Regions from separate parts of the Mus musculus genome. Here region 2 is linked to region 1. The links are chromatin contacts, called in public HiChIP or PLAC-seq maps. All regions are on one chromosome and are shown on one strand. The core of a region is the stretch at or near the end of the contact, and the rest is flanking DNA. Distances in the headings are between cores, read along the strand shown. Region 1 has its middle 17 kb from the start of Gm45999. Region 2 overlaps Sox6 (SRY (sex determining region Y)-box 6).

Evidence for each region. HiChIP or PLAC-seq counts read pairs in DNA pulled down with a chosen protein or histone mark.
Region 2: a contact with region 1 is called in an H3K27ac HiChIP or PLAC-seq map of stem cell-derived neural progenitor cells, with 2.5 times the contacts expected there. The contact joins two enhancer-like sites.

What each region holds. Positions count from the first base shown.
Region 1 is chr7:115,377,313-115,384,803 of GRCm38.p6, reverse strand. No RefSeq gene overlaps it. Among named protein-coding and RNA genes, the nearest start is that of Gm45999, 17 kb to the left of the region's middle. Within about 2 kb of position 3,658, at least 23 of the 459 cell types and tissues checked have an H3K27ac peak or open chromatin away from gene starts, as enhancers often do. A contact at or near this core is called in stem cell-derived neural progenitor cells, where this site is marked.
Region 2 is chr7:115,725,750-115,733,240 of GRCm38.p6, reverse strand. The region is part of intron 4 of Sox6 (SRY (sex determining region Y)-box 6); the gene reads left to right. Among named protein-coding and RNA genes, the nearest start is that of Gm51455, 230 kb to the right of the region's middle. Within about 2 kb of position 2,955, at least 12 of the 459 cell types and tissues checked have an H3K27ac peak or open chromatin away from gene starts, as enhancers often do. A contact at or near this core is called in stem cell-derived neural progenitor cells, where this site is marked.

The DNA of each region.
Region 1 (7,491 bases), core at 2,409-4,908:
CTCATCTTCTTGGAAGAAATGGCATGCACCCCGAGTCAAGTTTTGATGTAATTATTCTTCCTTGTGTACGGGGATTATATTACACCAGAAAACCTTTTTTCCAAATTATACTGTGTTTAAATGAATAAACCACCTGAGATTGGACCCCCTGAGGTCTTGATCCAGATTGACTAGGTCAATCTAAACTGAGTTCTCATTCTTACCTCTTTGTGATTCTAATCACCAGCAGGGTTACCCTTATACCTATCTCTGTATATACATGTATACAGATGGATACGCGCAACACACACACACACACACACACACACACACACACACACACACACACCCCTCACCTGAACATTATTTTGGAGTTCAATTTCATAAATACTCAGGTAACCAGTGAAAATGACAGAGCCTGAAGATCAGTTGAAGTGGCAGGCCTAGGTAGGTAGGTAGGTAGGTAGGTGGGTAGGTAGGTTGGTAGGTTGGTAGGTTGGTAGGTAAATAGGGAGTGAAAAACTGGCAGACCCAGGTAGTCAGTGAAAATGGCAGGCTCCGTAGTATGTTATGGTAACAAGAGTAGAGATGATTCTCAAGCCCTCATGTTAGTGTCACCCAGTCTTTTGTGAGACAAATGAGAAGGCAGCTGTGTAGGACATAGACCTTGCTTGCTTCCAGTGTCTAGAAGTGGCAGAACCAGTGTGAGTATTCGAACCAAGGTCTTTCTTACTGATTCTGGATCCTCTGCTCTCAGACATCACTGTTTCCAGAACAGCGTCTTAAGACTTTCACTGAGAGGAATGAGGGAGTCCCCTGGCAGCTGGACCAATAGGCTTCAACAGATCTCCAGAGAAGAGTAGGGTAGATGAGTGTGGGAATAAGAAATTGCTGTGGTGTTGAGAGGAGGTGCAAATAAAGTAATGAAATAGAGGAAGGAAAAGATGAAAGAAAATAAAGAGAACATTAGATAGAGCAAAACAACACTTCCTCTGACCACCTAGGTATTCTATTTTGGCTTATTACCTACCTAGGCCTGACATTTTTACTACCTACCTCCTACCTACCCACCCATCTACCTACTACATACTTATCTACATATCTACCTTCTACCTACCTACCTAGGCCTGCAGTTTTAACTGACCCTCAGTCTCTGACAGCTTCACTGTCATTAGGGGATTAGCATTGCCTAGAGCAGGTGATACTTGCAATGTGACCAGGGACTATGCAAAGACTGCATTCTTGTGCTCTTATCAGAAGACCTGGCGTTCAGGATGATCCTTGATTTGTGAATGAATTCAAGTGGACAGCTTTAAAATTACTAGAACTGGACTTTGTTTTATTTTACAGTTTAGAAATATCAACCTGGGTTGGAATGAAAACATCAACCTGTTGTCGCCAAATTTTAAAAAAATTGGCTGTCCAGAAAAAAATCTTAGCATGAGAAAGAGTTCTTCTAGCTCCCTTCCACAGGAACCCTAACTTCTGGCAGGCTGTGCCTGGAGCCCTTTTGGTGTTCTATTTCTGCTAATCCTTGCTAAGAAGAAACTAGTGAGCTGGAGGTTAGCTGATGGGGCCTCAAGGTGTAACCTTTCCCAGGAATATTTGCATGTTAATAGGGGATCCAGGGAACCCAGGACAGCTTCCAGGTCTCAAATGAAAGAAGTCCTAAAGGTGGACAGGGGAGCAAGTTGGGCCCCAGGGGCCCTGCTGTGTGGGCCACCAGGATTCTTCCCCTGTGGATTGTGCTACTCTGGGCATCTCTCCAGTTGCTTTTGTACAGAAGCGGTTTAGAGCAGAACAAAGCAATTGTGTTTACCCCTAGGCAAGAACTCTATTGCCAGGGCCCTGAGAGCGGTGTCCAACTTAGAATCTGGGCCCAGTAGACCTTGCTTAGTTCCTGTTAGTGAGATGAATGAAAAAAAAAATCCCTACCCTGGCCATATCTTTAACCCTAACTCCCAGTCCTTTAAACCCAGGGCTTGGACCAAAGATTTGGGCAACTTCTTGCTAAAGATATGAGCGTTTCTACCGTTTGCCTGTTATTTTTCTTTCTCATAACCAAAAGACCTCAAAGTGTGTGCTGAGTTGCAGGATCTCAATGGCTAGATTTGGTGTTTGTCCTTGAACTCTGGATAAAGAACCTCCTTTCTAACTCAGACCAGGCTGGAGAAAGTAAAAACCCAATTCGGACACACTGCTTCTATACAGTGGACCACGAGGACAAGAGTACTTTTCTGTTTGGCTGAATTCATCAAAAATGTCCAAACCCCACACCGAACATTCATCACTAATTAAATCCTAGCACCATAATTCAGAGAAAACAATTACGGCATTTAGAATTTTTAAAGGAACTATTACTGCTGCCTTGGCCCTTTTAAAAATTATGTTCCCCAAAGGACAAAATGTAATCCATTAATATGTATGTATTATTACTTTTTTTTTTTTTTTTGTAACGGGAAGACTGCTGATGCCTGTGAATGTAGAGGCATTTATCGGTCGCCGACAGCCCGCTCCGTTGACTTGCGGTTTTAAGCGCAGTATTTTTTAGAATCTAAAAGGCTATAACATTAATTACCTTTTTGCCTTCTTCTGGTTTGCTTGCTAGTTTTCTGCGAGGAGATCCTCTTCATCCTCCCCTCCCCTCCATCCCCAGCCAACTGGTGACTGGTTAGGCACTGAAAGGCTTGGTCAGACTTGGGAGGAGCCAAACTGTTTTTGGGAAGATCTCTGGTGATTCATTGCATGGGCAATCTCTCCCAGTTCACGCTTGGTGCCAAGGAATCTGTCCTCACCTCTTTTTTTTTTTTTTTTTTTTTTTCAGTTGTGGGCCCCTTGTATCTGCTGGGTCTTGTGGCAGTCCTTGGGCACAAGACATTTTGATTTTTCAAGCCCAGTCAGTAATTTTTCCATGTCAAGTATCTCCAGCGGAAATGGGGTCTGATTATTTTCTTCCTCTTTTACTTTGTTCTCTGGATCCATATCGCTATTTTGTCTTCATAATTTAATGGAGCAATTGGGAGGTTAGTTAACCTGAGTTTGGCAATGGGGACTTAGTCCATGAAGAGGTATTGTGTGGTGGACCTATGTGTAGGTATGCACACGCATGTGTGGGAGTGTGAACATGCAAGGCCTATACACACACATAGGTGTATAAGTCACTATGCATATATAAAAACACAACATTTCCGTCCTGCTCTCTGGAGGATCAGACTATTGTCACATGCATTTGGCATTCATTATCTCCGAGCTCCCGGCGCCTCTTGGCCCATGCCCTGGCTGGCAGCAATGTGGTTTATAGAGATCGTATGGCAGAGAAACAGACCTTGAGAGACACAGCTCTGAGAAACACAGTTTACGAATTTCCTATGATTTGAGTCTGGGTTTATTCTTCCCTGTGGTGGGCAGGCACCCCAGAGCACACACAGCCCTGTCGCCTGGGAACCCAGGAGGAGTGGAGACTGTGACAATAAGCACACTGTTGTTTTTTTTTTTCTTTCTTTCTTTTTCTTCTTCTTCTTCTTTTTTTTCTTTACACGTCTCAGATTGCATTTCCTATCTGGGGGGTGGGGAGGTGGGGAAGAAAAGAAAAGAAAAGGGAGCCTTGTAAAGGATCCAGAATCTGGGCAGGAAACCACACAGAGTGAAGGTTGCCATTGTCATTAGCAATTAATGTAACCACCAGGGCTGGAGGGAGAAAGTCCTGCCAAGGCTAGAGAGGGCAAGGAGTGGGGCCTGCTCACCCCTACTTGTCAGCCATAGTTGGTTGGTCGGAGGAATGAATAAGACACCTCCCCAACACTCCTAAGAGACAGGTTCCAATATTAACATTTAAAAGGTTTATTTTCAAGTGAGGTATATAGGACACAATATGTTATGTCTCTGCCACATACTTTTATTCTCTGTGGCTCCAAGTCCCACTCCTTAGTTCCCTTGGGAGTTGATTTTTTTTCCCTCCTAAGTGAGTCTGTTGAGATACTACCTCTTAAGAAGCATTTATTGAGTGCCCTCTGTGTGCCAAGTTCTTGGGGTGCTGGGCACAAGGCTGAGGGTAATCTGTAACAGATGTTGAGAACCAGGCATAAGGCTTAATGACTTCTGTTGCTCCCTCAATCTGGCCCCGAGTTTTCTCCTTAACCCATTTTACAGGTGGCATTGTTGACCCCCAGAGAGAACAATGATCTCTGCTCCAGATCACGTGATCAATAATAACCAGATCTATGCTCCTAATCCTGACTTAATTTCTTCAGAAGCCTGTAACCTGGAGAGAATCCTGATAACTTACCTTACAGCTAAATGGCAAAGGGCTGTGGGCTTCAGTGAGGGTTATTTGGCAGTCTAGAGAAGAGACACTCTAGGCAAGGCAAGTGCTCACAAGTTAGCTTCCTGGAGGAAACAAGTCACATCTCTCATGTCCTCTTCATGGACATGAAGTTGTTTTGACCAAAGTAAGCAGACTGGAATGGAACACAGCTTTTGTGAAACTAGCTTACTCCTCTCTGTGTCTCTCTCTGTCTCTGTCTGTTTCTGTCTCTCTCTCTCTCTCTGCCTCTGTTTCTCTGACTCTGTCTCTCTGTCTCTGTCTCTGTCTCTCTCTCTGTGTGTTTTCTGCACACTCATCCTTGTCACTGAAGTTCTTATGTCACTAACTGAAGCCCCTGCAGGGGTGACAGGAGCCAAGGCTGCCAACATTTCTTCTACATTTTGGGTGCACTCAATTCCCTCTCCTATTTTTCTCCATACCACACCCTTCTGGGGTCTCTTCTCATCATTTCCCCCTTCTCCACCCACCCACAGAACTTTTTCTTTTTGGTAGTTTAAAAAATGCCACTTTTCATTAATGTGACCAAAATGTCATCAAGTCATTTAATACTCTTTAATGTCCTTGTATCGTTTACATTTTGTGAACAGCATGGAAATGAATCCCATCTGTGAGTTCAGGGACATCAAAAAAGTTGGACAGGCTATTTAGACTTGCTACTTCACATTGCATTAGCGTGTACAATGTCAGGGGGCCGAGCCAAGTACAGCCCAGCCAGGGCCTCCTCTGCCCCTTCCCGGGGCCCAGGACTGACAGATCACTTACTTCGGGAACCCGCAGTCAATCACAGATACAGGGTTGGAAAGGTTCCCAGAGGCCCCAGGAAAAGTGTGAAGCCTAAATAAAAAAATGAGAAATGATTCAGAAAAACACAATCTCGATGTCTCCCAAGTCTCTCCACCCCTTTATCAGTGGGTTGAGAAGCTCGGCTCTACTGCCCTCCTCAGAAGGAACTGACTTCCCTGTATCCCTCAGGCCGGTCTCTTCTGAGCCTCTTCATTTCCTACGGAAAGGAGCATTGGGGCTATGATTGAGGATATGTAAGGAAACTGTTACAAGTCTCACTTCACTTGAGGACATCAAGTTTAGGGGTAGCAAAGCACATAAAGAAGGATTGTTGGGGCCCCCCAAAGGGTCTCCAAGCCTAAATGTAATTTGGTGACTTGAGGATCCTGCTGCTAGGGTGGGTACTCTGTGAAATGTGATGGCTCTGGGGCCACCACATGTGAGCTACCCTTTGGTCTCCTCTCCTTTCCTGAATATAGTACTCAGTGCTCACTTTTCCAAATGGGGGTGTTGCTAATTACATCAGCCAAAGTAAATGACCTGTTGGATGCAAGGATCATGGACTGCCATCTGATTGCACTGAGTGTCCATGAGCATACCTGTGTTAAAGTTTCCCTGTCGCTCTGCCACTGGCCCACTCATGTCTTTTCCCTCGGTGATACTAGATGGAGAGCCCCTGACCTATTCAGCAGCTAGAAGGTCAGCTCAGCTCAGCCATTTCCTGGCACGAACCAAGGCAGTAGTGTGAGGAAAGTGCCTTGAGTCCAAGTCTGAGACCTTACTTCTCTGGAAATAAAAAATGTGGTGTTTTGCTTCAATAAGTAGTTGGGGGCCTTCAGAGCAGGTGATTGGCCAATCACTAACAGTGAGAAGATTATTCTTGCTTCTGGGACTGTGGAAGAATAGACTTTGTTCTGTTCTGTTTCGTTTTGCTTGCCAGTCATATAAGCCCCTCCCAATTTGCACATTTGTCTATGAGTGTGTTAAAATGCTTTGATTGCAAACATAAAGAAAATCAAGTAACCTTCCACGTTTCCTTACTGGGTCTTTAGACCAAGAGCATCCTGCTTAAACTCATCAGTTTGACAAACATTCCCTCAGCAAGGCTGTTGCTTTCTACGTTCTTTCAAGGTAATATGAGTGTCTAAAAGCTATTTCTGCAAAGACAACAGAACAGCATCAATGGGAAGTTAGGTCTGGGCCCTGAGAGACCTGTGAGTCTGCCACTGCCTCGATTCTTCACAATGCCACCACTGAGAAGGACACCATGCTTTAAGACTGGCAGATCTAGTGCTATGATCTGACTGGGCTAAATGCTTAGAGCCTTCCTTTACCCCCCCTACCTCCACCAGAACTTTCTAGGCTCTCACTGCTGTTGACTATGGGAACAGTTATGATGGTAAAGAGTATAGAGCCAGGGGCCATATGACAGGACAGGACTTTGAACTCAGAGTCTATTGTTTGTTTACTCTGGATAAATTACCCAAGGCTCATACCTGTACCCATATCAAACAGTTCCTATAAGGATGAGTTGAGTTAACATGTGTTAGGTACCAGTTGTCCAGTGCCTGACATAAGCAAGTTCCCTGTATCAGTTGATTGGTTGCATTCTTTTGATGATTTACTATCTCACTCATTTCATACTGGTTTGCTGAGGGCAAGTTAAACACAATTTCTATTGCCACAGTTACCCTTAAGCAGTACCAGTACTTGGGAGACCCTCCTTAATTGTTGAATTTTTCTGAAGTAAAATCAAGATCTTAATCAAATTTTAAGGTGCTAGGCAATATTTTTTTGGTATTATAATTCCTGGTTCTACAGGAGTTTATTGGCTATGATACCCCTGGGGTTTTCTTAAGTCTGATGCTCTTGCTGGGGGTGATGAGACTTTGATTATCCTTTGTCTAGTGTGCCCATGACTATCTCATCATCAATGTTCTCTAGGCTTGGTTCTTACTTTCCTGGCTTGTGCTGTGCAAATAGGTTCTGCTCCACACAGATCTATTGAGTTTCCTCTACAAGAGCGACCCTAGGCTTAGAGAAGATGTGCCAGGAAACAGAATCAGACTCCTCTGCCATGTTCGGCCTAAGACTATATGGAAGCAGATGCATCTACTCATGTCTAGCCTTAGACTATATGGAAGCAGATGCATCTACTCATGTCTAGCCTTAGACTATATGGAAGCAGATGCATCTACTCACGCCTGAGCACTCACTTCTGCTCTGGCCATCACAGTAGCGGAACTCCTAACCTATCCTGGTTATTAGGGTCATTTAGACAGTGACGGAGGTACTACAGGCTTTCTCTTTCCTTTACAGTTGATGATTGAACATCCTGAACTATCTGCCTATTCTCTCATCTGCCCTGAAGGACCTTGTATGACACAGCAAACAATGAAGATAAC
Region 2 (7,491 bases), core at 1,706-4,205, 350 kb before region 1:
GAGAAGCTAGTTAGGATTGTATAGATCTGATGCAATCTCAAAGAAAATTCTTAAGAATTTAAATATTTCAGCTTTGCAGTAGCCAGCTTTTGTCCTTTGAACTTGTTTTTCTCCAAGTCTCTTTGTGTGGATTAAGGTGTGCCATCTCTAGTATTGCAGGAGTGACCTTCCATTGTAACTGAAATTAATTCTTCCACAATGAAAGGAGGGGCATGTCGCAACTGTAGCAATCTGATTCCAGAATCCTACATTGCATCATCCATAGAGCAAATGGGTGAGAAGTTCTGTAAGCTTGGCTTTAGCTGGGAGCTGCCTTCTTTCCCTCCTGCTACTCACTAATCACTCACCATTCACACTTGGTCCTATGCCTAAGTGCAGCAGTGTGCAACCTTAGATCACTAGGACTTTTCTGTCTAGGTTTCCATCTTTGGAGGTCTCTGATTTTCCCTTTCCTGTTAATTCTAAACCTGTATTTTAGGCACGGTTGTTCATCTGTTAAAATGTTATCATTTAGGTCTTGATAAAGTTGTTTGTCATTCTTATGTTTATCCAGGCTCCAATGGATGACTATTATTTTTATTTTCTAGCCTGTCTCTTCTTCTCTCACCTCCTTCTTCAATGTTTCTCCCCCTCTTCCTTTCCCTCATGTCTCTCCCTCTTCCTGTCCCCCCTCTTTTCATCTCCTTTGTTTTCCTCTCCAACCTCTCCAACATTGAAACTCCGAGGCCTCAGATCCTCAGATCTCCTTGTTTGATTTTGTCTTTACCTGGAAGAGGAACATTCAACAATCCCTTTGCAGGTGCGAGTTAAGGCCTGCTGCAAAGCTTGGCATCTGAGCTCCAAGCTCTGAGTAATAGCTTCTAGCATATAGTTTTGATCAGATGGGGTGTGCAGTTGTGGGGGAAAGTAGATTGTATTATTTTGAGTTGTACCGTAGGTCATAATTATTAGTGTTTATAGGATACACTCATTAGGCAATTATATCTTGTTGTGAATTCGAAACATATTTGTTTGTAACTTGAAAGCTTTCTGGTAGGTAATAATTAGATCCCATTTGGGATATTTTATTTAAATGAAAAGTACTTGGAATAAACTGCACATTTTCTTTCTTAAAACATTATTTTCCAATCCTCTGGCATTTTGGAAACAATCTAGCATAAGCAGTAGAAGGCACAGAGATATCTGTCCTGGTTAGTGCCTAAGGTTAGGTGCCTAAATGTTTAATTGGATTTGGGAAATTTTCTGGACCACCTGTAATTAATTCTTTCACTGATACTTTGTTGTTTTTGTGATACTTATCAGATAAGTTCATAATGCCAGATACACTGTTTAATGTGATTTTAGCAAGCATGATCTCTGTGTGTGCCCTAATCAAGACCACAAAGTTAAAAATTAGCAGAACTGGATATTCCAAAGCACATGTAGTCCTCGAAAACCCAGTGTGAACCACTCTGTGCTCTGTAGTAAGCTGTACTGGGAAGTGCAGGAAAACCTGACTGCTGAGGGAGTTTTCAGCCCCTCTCCCAGCTGGAAGGACAGGAAAAGAAGTGCCCTGGCTTCTTTTCCCCCACACCTGATCCAGCCAGTGTTGGATCCTTTGAAGCAGTCACAGGTTGGGGGTGTTTGGAAGGTAGATAGTCTACAAAGAAGACTTATCTTTTATTAAGTACTTGTGGGAGAAGTACTTAAGCCATGTGCTTTCCCCCACTTTGTAACTTCTCTGCTTATTTATGCCTTTTTTTTTCTTTTTGTTTTTGTTTTCTAGACAGGGTCTCACTACATAGCTCTGGATGTCTTGGAACTCATCCTCTAGACCAAGCTGGCCTCAAACTCACAGAGATCTACCTGTCTCTGTCTTCTGAGCACTGGGATTAAAGGCTTAGGTCACAATAAGCATGTCTGAGTATTTCTAAGAGGAGCTTAGTCACCTAGTTTCTCAGTCAATTTGGGTTGCTTTCTATCACAAAATACCATAGACCGGATGGCTTGAACAATCGAAATGGGTTTCTTGTAGTTCCAGAGTCTAAGAAGTCCAAGATTCCTAGTGAGGGCTTTTCCTGCTGGCAGGTGTTCATATTCTCCTGGATCTTCACATAGCAAAGGGTGAGAGGCATAGGAGTGAGGGGAGAAGAAAGCTCACGGGCGTCTCTTCTTTTACAACACTCATCCCATTTTGAGAGCCCTGTCTTTAGGATCTCATTTTCACGTGACTACTCCTGGAATATGCTCTGAGTTCCATGAATCTGGTTGTCAGGGCTTCAATGTGTACAGTTTGGGGACATAATTCAGTTCTAGTACATAGTCCTCCCAGACCTTAGGTGCTCAGCCCTAGGGCATGGGTGTCTGGTGACCATAGTATTTACTTCTGTTTCCTCCTGGAGCATGTGTGATGACAGATATAACAACTGTTTATCTCTTAGATAAAACCTTTTTACCATGCAGTTATGGTGTATAAGAGGTTTAGTGTTTCTTGAATGTACCTTCATTTAATTTGTGCAGCACTTGAGGAAACTGTGGCTTAGCCATACTTCACATGGCACAATTAAGTGATAAAACTTGTGTTTTGGGAATGTGTTAGACTACAAGCATGAATAACCAAAACAGAGAAAGCAAGCTGTATAAAATTTCCAGCACACTGTAGCTCAGAGTATCAGTAACAGCAGCAATACAGGAGGCAGGCAAGAGGCAGGCTGAGGGGAGTCAGAGGGAGGACCTGCTGGATGAATAAGAGCATAAGAACAAATAAACCGTTAAAAACAAATGGGTATTTAGCTCTTTTGCATAACAAGCATTCTGGAGAGGTGAGATGCTGGTGTTAGTGCAGGAGGCTAGAATTTAGGGACATGGTCCTGCATACCTACAAATCTTACAGCTTTCCCTTAGCCACAGTAGGCCCATAGTCTGGGAGTGGGGACAGAAAGTAGTGCATAGATGAATGAGTCCACATGTTCCCTTTCTTTGCAGGGGGAGGGTAGAGTGACTCAAAACAAGGGAGACTGTTCAATAGTCCCATTGCAGATGTCTTCCCATGTCTCGTCTAGAATTAGGTTATATGGCCGATTACCGCAGCTGCGAAGGAGACAAAAGCAAATGGCTTGTTTGTCCAGCTTTTCCAGTAGAGGCGGTGGAGAAGGAAAAGGGTTATGAACGGGCTAAAAGTGTCTTACAGGAAAGAGATCCCAGGTTTAGTCCTTTGATTTCATTTGCTTTCTAACTCTCGAGCTTTGCTGAAGCAGGTATTACATACCTTTAAAAAATATGAGCAGTCATATTTTAGTATATTTTCACAAAGAATTTTGGTACATTTATAGAAAATAGCAGGAACACACTTGATTAACCTTAGCGAGGGCCTGACTCGGACCAGGTTCAAATGTTTCTTTCACACATTAGAACTCTATCATCCAGAAAGTTTCTGGACTTCTCTATAGCATAACGCATATCAGGTGTAGTCAAATGTGATCATGTAAGGATTTAACAGCTGTAAATAATTGTTTACACGATGAGTAGAAAGAAAAATTTCAGAGTCCAAGATTTGTGAAGTACAGCATGAATCCCTTTGTATTTATCACAGTTTGAAGGACAAGATCAATGATGATTCTGACTCTATTCTGAGCCAAGTTTAGACAGTACATGAAGCAAGATTTAAAGAGTAGGCTGTTTTTTAAAGAAGACAGAAGCCATTTCTGGGTTCTTTGTAGTTACTACCTGTCTCGAACTCTTTCCTATCTCTGGCTGGGTGGGCTTTAACACCCCCTCACTATGGTCACTCTTGCTTCCTCTCCACTTGTTGGACTGACACTTTGTGTAAGTGATCCGAGGTGATAGGAGGAGAAAGAGATTTGATTAAACATTTGATTGAAATAACTCATAACAAGATGTTAATGACCAATTGGTTCATTAACTCCTTAAAGGAAGTGGTAATTTTGTTCTGAGATGAGCTTGTATATTGCAAAGAATCCATAGTTTGGGTAACATATAAAAGAGGATTTAAGAAAGTGTGTTATAAGGTAATCTTGATCATGCAAAAATAGAAAATGTTATAATAAACTCATATGTATCTTTACTTAGGTTCTAAACATTTCAAGATTTTGCCATTCTATATTTATTTTAGCATTTATTTCCTCTTTCTCATAAAATAATGGGGAGATTTTAAAGAGTAAGCCTTAGCCTGCAATCCTCAGCCCAGATCATGCATACACCATTGTGCTCTCCTAGGCCAGGTGCTCATTTGTTTCTAGGAGCTGGAAGCCTCATGCATGCGCTATAGGCAAGAGGTAACTCAGCAGAGACTCAGCTATGATCTAGGGTTAACTGTGTAAAAATACTTGAGGACAAAAGCATAGCTGTGGGCTTTGTGTTAGCTTTCTAGGGATTAGCTTTAGGTTGGGGCAACATGAGGAATTGTAGCCCTTTAAATCTTAAATTTTTAATTTATTTTTAACAAGTTAAAAAACTACAAAGGGAAATAGTCAATTGTTTTCATACCAATCAGAATTAAACATATTTGCTTTAGTTTATTTTGATAAGAAAAATAAGTATAATTTACTAAGCCAGGCAGTGGTGGCGCATGCCTTTAATCCCAGCACTTGGGAGGCAGAGGCAGGTGGATTTCTGAGTTCAAGGCCAGCCAGGGTTATACAGAGAAACCCTGTCTCAAAAAACAACAACAACAACAACAAAAAAAAAAAACAAATAAAAAAACCATATGTATTGTTTGAAGTAAAAATTCAACATGAAAAAGTTTGAAAATAGAAGAGTCAGAGCTGCCACTTAGGAACTGACATTAATACTAGGCATATACGATTTGTATGTGATTACAAAAGTAGAAGATTAGTATGGAATGATAGTCAGTGGGTAAGACAGAAAGACATGTGAATACTGGTCATAGTGTGGAACGTTTGTGAACCCAATGTCTTTCTGTTATGCTAATAGAAAAGAAAGTGAACTGGAGGTTGCTAAATTCTAAATAACTATTTTATTTCAACCACCAGATAAGATATTCGATCAAAGATTTCCCTTTAGCTTTAAAACCATTATGAACAATTTGGAGGTGTTTTTGACAGCTAGCTGGCTTTCCTGCTACTTTCTCCGCTGTGCTTGTGTGTGCTCTGTTACTGCTCTCCCAATTCTGCTCCCCTCTCTTCTCATTAGCCTGTTGGTGGACAGTGGCCCTAAGCCCTACGAAAGGAGAATTAATTGCTCTTAATTCAGGCAGTCAAAGAAAGGGAAGCAAAGTCAGAAGAAAGGAGATGCATTCAGAGGAGCAGGAAAGGGTACTGGAGTCATGTACCTATGGGGACAGCTGAGTGACCCCAAGCAATGGCGGAAAGGCTGTCAGCGTCATCACTGGCAGAGCAGTAACGGCCCAGTCCTGTATGCCCCAGCATGCACAGATCAGGGTCCACCATTCCTTGAGGTGGACATTCTTGGGACCCCTCTCCACATTTACTGTGTAGACCTGGAATGGCCATGTTTAGAAGCCAAAAGGGCTTGTTGGCCTTCTCTCAGTCCCCCACTGGCTTGCTTGTATGCTTTAGTTTGGGCTGAAGATGGAAAGGCCACCAAAGTTCACTTGATTGCATTCCAGATGTGTGATGAGCAGTGGTAGAGCTTAACATTTTACTGACTCATGACTTTTGACATGTTATGTATGTTTAGTTATTTTATTCTGCTTATTTGTGTGCTCTTGGTGAGATAAAAACAAAACAAAACAAGCCATTGGTTTTTTTAATTAGTAAATGCAGTAGCAAAATGTGTGGCCTAGTATTTCTTAAATATTTATATTAATTCTTTGAGAGAGCCCTACATGTTTTGGTCACATTTACCTCTAACTCTTTTCTCTTTCCTCTCCTAGTAAACCTTCCTTCTCTGCCCCCTAACTTCCTGTCCGTTTTCCTTTCTTCTAAAAAAAGAACATATTGACTCCAATTTGTACTGACTTTACACTTCTGGGTGTTGAGCACTGGATGTGGACGCACTGGAGCATGCACATAGCTTTGTTAATCATAATCCATCCCCTTTGTATTGGGAGAATGTAACGCCGTATGCATATCTAACTTTTTTTTTTTTTTTGGTAAAGAAAAACTTGTTGGTAAAAGGTATGATGGTATGATAGAGCAAGAAAGACAGGATAGATTATTTAAAAACAAATATGAAATACCTCTAAAGACCATGCCAAGGGCCCAGGAGACAGCCCTGTGAGCAAAGGTCCTCACTGCCAAGCCGGAAGATTAAAGCTCAGTCCCTGGTACCCACATGATGCAAGGCGAGAACTGGTCTGCAAGTTGACACCCACTTCTCACCTCCACAGGCCAGGGGACACACAGGCCCTGTTCCTGGCACACATACATATAGAAATGTAGGAAGAAAGACTGTGAAGAGCTCCTACTATAAAATTGTGAGAAATGAAGTTTGAAGCCTCTGACTTTTAATTGTGGGTTTTTCTTTTCCTCTTACACATTGGCCAGTTGTCAAACTATTCACACACTATTGCAGGAACCACAAGCATTCTTCTATTTTCTTTTCTCGAGTTTGCCCTGATACTATACATTTTAATTATACCGATTGCAGAAATCCTACAATGTGTAATATATTTATTACTTTTCTCATTGCTGAGGACAAGTGCCTGGCAAAGAAAGAATGGTTTCTTTTGGATCCAGTGTGAGGGTATAGCCTATCAAGAGGAGAGGGCATGGTTTCAGATACATCCTTCTATCTGGAGGTCAGGAGGTGTGGAGGACTGGGTATCTGAACAGCTGATCGGGTCTCTCTCTAACTTTATTTGGCCAGGTTCTTAGCCCATGGAATGGTTCTACCCACATGCTGGGCTACTTCTCTTTTTCAGGTGAACTTTTCTGGAAAACTCCCACAGATGTGCCAGTGCCAAACAGTGTGTTTCCCAGGTGATTCCTCATCCAGCTAGTTCCACAAGGAAGACTAACCATCACACATTGATGTGTCTGTCTGTGTGTGTGTAAATTATTTTAAAATAATAATTATGTAGTAAGAAAACTTATATCCTGCTACTCCTATTCCTGTCACCCTAAATTCCACTGAGTGGATCCAGATTCCCCAGTACAAGTTTCTTCTACTTGAAGAATCCCCTCGAACATTTCTTGGAGTGGAGATCTGCTATGACTAATCCCATCAGTTTTGTATGGTCAAAACATCTTATTTCATTTTTGCTTCTGAAAGACATTTTTGCTGGGTCAAGGTTTTAGATAGATCATTTTCTCTTTCTTCCTATGTGAAAATGTTGCACAATAGTCTTTGGTCCTTGTTTTTGTTTGGGAATTGGTTCTCACATTACTGTGCTTCCAAGGTTTGCTGCAGGCTTGTCAAGGCTTCTCTATCTCAAGGTGTAAACAGTGTGATTAGGGGTGTCTTCATGTAATAGGGGAACAGGGCTCCCCTATTCATCAGACATGGATTTCCCTGGGATTCTTGCTCTATAGTTGTGTGGTTTGTATCACATTTAGCTAGACGTAGTTG